2 separate regions of the Mus musculus genome follow, and region 1 is linked to region 2. Evidence: chromatin contacts called from public Hi-C data. All regions are on one chromosome and are shown on one strand. The core of a region is the stretch at or near the end of the contact, and the rest is flanking DNA. Distances in the headings are between cores, read along the strand shown. Region 1 overlaps Gm36794 (a long non-coding RNA gene). Region 2 has its middle 23 kb from the start of Gm36274.

Region 1 (2,700 bases), core at 59-2,558, 380 kb before region 2:
AGAGCCTGTAGTCTGACTGAGTGAGCCCTGAGCCTGTCTATAGCACCTGGGCCATATCCAGTGTGGTCACCTGATTGCCATCACCCTCCCTGCCATCTTGCCATCAGCAAATTTGCCACTTGTCTACTCTGCCAGCCCATTGGCCCATCTCCCTTGTTCCTATGCAGGGTCAAGTAACTCATCAAGTCCCACTTGCCTTCTGTGATTATGCTTAAAGATAACCATAGAGCCGACATGGCCCCTCACACCATGCCAGTCTATGGTGCCTAATGCCTGTATGCTTAGCCAAGGGTGTGTCTCTCCTCCCTCTCTCTTCCCCTCCCATCTTCCCTCCATCCAGGACAGCACCATAGATAACTGCACATTCCTGAGTCTGTGGTTCTCCTGTCTCCTGGCAGATGGCTCTTGGAATGACCTTTGCAAAGAAATATTCCTGGGTGGCACAGGTGAAGATCTGTGGCTCACAGCCACTGAGCTCTCGGCTCTCACAGGTGAACTCCATTGTCCAGCTGTAGATGGGGCAAGGGAGGGGGGAGGCTGGACACAGGGACTCATGGTGCAGTATTGAGCAATGGACTCATATCTGCTTGATGAGGTGGGGTCAGGATTCGCACCCAGGACTCCAGATCACACTGTAATTCTCCAGTTTCTGTATATATGAATCTCCTTGGGAACAAGTAGACAGTTCATCACAGTTCTTTGAGTTGTAACCCAGCAAATCAAGGCCCCAAAAGGGCGCAAAATCTATTCTGCAGAGTCAAGGTGAGGGGCAGTGCTGGCCAAAGGCACCTGTACATGCAATGCCTTATTTATGGAAGGGATCAGGGTCTAGTTGAATGATGGGGAGTTGTGGGGTTTTCCACACAAGTCCAGGACTTAGATTTAGATTTCTTGTCTACTGTCTACCAAGGCATAGCCAATTCTTGGGCACCTACTATGCACCTGGCACCCTACTGAAAGCTGGGGGTGCAGACACCATTGTGCCTGCCAGGCATTCAGTGGCCAAAGCTGCAGCCTGTCTTCCCCTCTGTGTCTGAGGGGCTGGGGCCCTGGAATGTATTTATCATCATTCAAGGGTCTCAACTTCTGCTTACGGAAACTTTGCCGAGATTTGAGCAGAAATAGTAAATACCAAAGCTCCCGAGGGCTGCACTAATTTCTCAGACATTTAATCAATACGGAGCTGCCCTGTTCATTACAGCTGTCAAAAATATGCAAAATCGCCCATCTGGTCCTTTCAGGTACGGAGCTCAGAGCGGAATCACCAGTTGCTTGGCCAATTACTACGCCCCAGTCTCCCTCCCTGCGAGGCCTCTCCATTAGCCAGGGGCTGCTGACTCTGGAAGAACTCTAAACAATAAATATTTGACATGGTATGGCCCAGGATGGGGCCCGTCACAGTGGTCACAGTGATGGGTTTGGGGGACACAGATGAGGAATGCAGGTAAGGTTCGGGGGGACTCAGCCTCCCCCACCTTGGCTACCCACAGCCACCCTTCCCTGAGCGTCCTCTTTCTTGTGAGGCCCCTCCCTGCGCCTCAGATATTTAGACCTATTAAAAACCATTGGGGGGAAAAATGGTCTCCACAAAAGCTTTGCATAAAAAAGTGATCAACGCGAATTCCTCTGAGGAAATTGCTTCAACAGATGGAAATGGGCCATTTGCAACAAACGCCGCTGGCTGTGCAGATGGTGATTATGGGATGTATGTAAACACGCTAGCTCCAGCAAGCAGAGGGAGCTGCACCACTGAACTCAGCCTACACTGGGGCCGCCCACCCTGGTGCTGGCCCTGCCCTGGTTGGCCCAGGGCTCCAATGGGGTCCAGGGGCCAGGACGCAGCTTGGAGTTCCCAGAGCTATTAGCTTAGTCGTCGATGTTTAATTACAGATCTGTCTGAAGTGCAGCCTTGGAGCAAATAGCACTCTGTAGTCCCAGGGCGGCTGGGGTGGAGGGGGCAGCAGGGGTGGAGGGCTTCCTAGGCAGAAGCTCTGCCTCTTGGTCACTGTCTACAGGCCAGAACTGTGCCGCTGACCCTGGGTGCCTTCTCCTCTCTGATCTCCATGGAATTTTAGGAAGTTGCCCCACCATCTCCATCCCCTACAAATGGGGAAACTGAGCCTCAGAGATGTGAAGTATTTTTCCCCAAGGCCACAGCCTTAGAAAGTGAGGTAACTGGACTAAAGAGATGGCCCAGCACAAAGAGCACATGTTGTTCTTACCGAGGTCCTGGGTTCAGTTCCCAGAACCCAAACTGGTTGACTCAAAACCACCTGTAACTCCAGAATTGAGGGTACCACACTCTCTTCTGTCCTCCATTTATACCTGTAACCATATGTGCGCACACAAACACATTGAGATAATTTTTTAAAAGATTTATTTATTTATTTATTTTACATATATGAGTACACTGTAGCTGTTCAAATGGTTGTGAGCCTTCATGTGGTTGTTGGGAATTGAATTTAGGACTTCTGTTTGCTCTGGTAAACTCCGTTTGCTCCAGTCAACTCTGCTCACTTAGTCCCTGTTCACTCCAGCCCAAAAATTTATTTATTACTATAAATAAGTACATTTTAGCTGTCTTCAGACACACCAGAAGAGGGTGTCAGATCTCATTATGGGTGATTGTGAGCCACCATATGGTTGCTGGGATTTGAACTCAGGACCTTCGGAAGAGCAGTCTGTGCTCTTAACCACTGA
Region 2 (2,700 bases), core at 176-2,675:
ACTTCCAGCCCTCTCTGATCTCTTCTTCTGCCCTCCAGTGACACTTACTGGAGCAAACATCTCCACGTATATGTATATGGTGTATGCATAAGTGTATGTGTGTGTCTGTGTATATGATGTATATGTATATGTATATGGTGTATGTATAAATGTATGTGTGTATGTGTGCATGATGTATATGTGTATGTGTATATATATGGTGTATTATAAGTATATGTGTATATGATGTATATGTGTATGTATTCGTATATATGTATATGATGTATACGTGTATGTGTATGTGTGTGTATATATATATATGCATATGTATATGATGTATATGTGTATGTGTGTGTGTATGTGTATGTGTATGTGTATGTGTATGTGTATGTGTATGTGTATGTGTATGTGTATGTGTATGTGTATGTGTATGTGTATATGTATGTAGCCTCAGAAGTTATGTTTAACAGGCTACTGTACCCGGCCAGCTCCCAGAAGTACTCACTGCAAGCCCTATTTAGCGTAGCTCTTCTGCACAGAGATCCCACCCCCTCTCAAGGCCTCTTTCAGGGATGTGGGCCACCTAGGCCACCCCCAGTGCCCTTCCTATCTCAGGGTTCTTGACTTCAGTGTCCTCTGCCAGGTCAGATCACTTTAAGGCCCACAGTATTTAGTTGTGACCTCTGTGGAAGGAACAGGTTTCTGTCGTCCATAAGACACCCAAAGGAACCAGATTTAATCTAAGACCGACTGGCTCCAAATTCCATTTTTCTCTACTGCAGCCTTCCAAGCTGCTTCACAAGTATCCATGAATAAAACCCTGAATAAACCACCTTAGTGTAAGCTTATCCCATATTCTGCATGGGACATATTCACACAATTTTATTCACTGGTAACTGGAAACTTGAATGTACTGGATCAGTCGGTTTGTCGGTTTCCACGGCAACTCTTAACATCCAAACCAAAGAAACCTTCCGCTGAAGGGCAGCAGGCTATAAGAAATCTCTCAGGTAAACAGCTTCATTGCCTTTGTGGACCTCAGTTTACCCATCTGCAGAATGGGGGTAGAAATGCTATCCTTCTCCAAACCCAGGCTCTGCTGGTGGCACTGAGGGGGACTGCTGGTACACTGTAGCACCCGCTAGCCCACAGAGGGACCAGTTTGTGCTCCCCACCTCCCCCGTGCCCAGCACTGGGACTATAGAAGTACTACTTCCCAGGCTGGACAGATGGGACTTCAGCCTACTCAGACTAGAGCCAATTTCCCCAGCTCATTGTCCCAAACCAAATTAGGGGCTCTCAGACTATGCCACTCGGGCCTTAATTGGGACTCACAGATGCCCCGCCCGGCACTGCCTTTCTTCCCCGTTCCCCTGTCCCCAGCCAGGCCATGCCTTAGGGGAGCCAGAGGCAGCCTGGGCTCTGCCACCTGGGCCCTCACAGACGCTTCAGTGTAAGCAATTAGGGCTAGGCCAGGCCTGCTGGTAATAAGGAGGTGCTGGGCAGCTGGGCCCGCATCGATCCCAGCCTCTGGTGACCCCAGGGAACAGAGACAGCCAACAGGCAGGCAGATGGTGGTCTCCAGGGCCCAGCCCCACCCCCAGTGTAAGAACAGTCACCAATGGATGCAGGCCAGTCAGGAAGGAGGCCTGATTCCTGGAGGCCCCATGTGAGCCTGGAAGTTGGGTTTGGGTGTTCAGTCCTTGCGTGGTAGACCTATTCAGGAATAAGGCCTATTGAGTCTCCACTCTCCCTCTAAGCACCTGATGCCCCCTGCCCTGTTCTGCTCCAGTCTGGCTTCCTGAGGCAGAGGTACTATGGCCTTCCCTGAAGAGCATCGCTGCCCAGGACTCCCTGTGCCTTGCCTCGATCAAGGTTGTACAAGCTGGTAGGGGATGGGAGTGGCTTCTGGCAGCCTCAGGATGGCCATCTGGGGATCTCAAGGAAGGCTGAGGCAAGGGAAGGACCCACTATCCTTGCTGTCCGAACCCTACCTGCCCAAGCCCAGGAGTAGAGATAGGGGCACTGAAAACAGGAAGCAGGAGTGGCTCTAAAGGGGGTCCCCTGAAACTGCACCTCTGTGGCTGCTCTGAGAGGGGGTCCCCTGAAACCACAACTCTGTTGATCTGAGGGGGGTCTCTTGAAACTGCATTTCTGTGGTTGATCTGACAGGGGGAGGGGGTCACCTAAAACTGCAGCTCTGTGGCTGCTCTGCGGAGGGTCCCTGAAACTGCAGCTCTGTGGCGTTCAGAGACACAGGTGCTGCAGAGGCAGGGGTCCTTCAGTGTCTGAATTGCACAGGACAGGTGCTCTGAACTATGTGTGGAATGACAGGATGTTGTAGGCCTGTGTCTGAACTCCTTCCAGCTGGCTGAAAAGAACGGTACACGTGACAATGTACATGTGTGTATCTGTGCCTGCATGTGTTCATAGCATGTGCAGTGGATGTGCATGTGAATTCACACATATGGAATGGAGGGTGTTGAGTGTGTATGTGTGTGTGTTGTCTGTATGAATGTGTGTGTGTGGTGTGTGTATGTGTATGAGGGTTTACATACAGAGTGTACATGTGTGGGGGTGTATATACAGTATGTGTGTATAATATGTGTGTGTGTCCAGTGTGTGTATGAGGGTATATACAAAGTGTGGGGTGTGTGTGCATGTGTTCTATTGTCTATATGTGGATGTACAGAGTACGTATGGTGCATGTGTGTATACATG

Evidence for each region. A called contact is a pair of places that touch in the nucleus more often than the background predicts.
Region 1: a Hi-C map of embryonic somatosensory cortex shows a contact between it and region 2, with 1.8 times the contacts expected there. The contact joins two enhancer-like sites.

Annotation. Positions count from the first base shown.
Region 1 is chr5:111,922,214-111,924,913 of GRCm38.p6, reverse strand. The region is part of intron 3 of Gm36794 (a long non-coding RNA gene); the gene reads left to right. Among named protein-coding and RNA genes, the nearest start is that of Gm36880, 13 kb to the right of the region's middle. Within about 2 kb of position 1,308, at least 10 of the 459 cell types and tissues checked have an H3K27ac peak or open chromatin away from gene starts, as enhancers often do.
Region 2 is chr5:111,537,501-111,540,200 of GRCm38.p6, reverse strand. No RefSeq gene overlaps it. Among named protein-coding and RNA genes, the nearest start is that of Gm36274, 23 kb to the left of the region's middle. Within about 2 kb of position 1,425, at least 28 of the 459 cell types and tissues checked have an H3K27ac peak or open chromatin away from gene starts, as enhancers often do.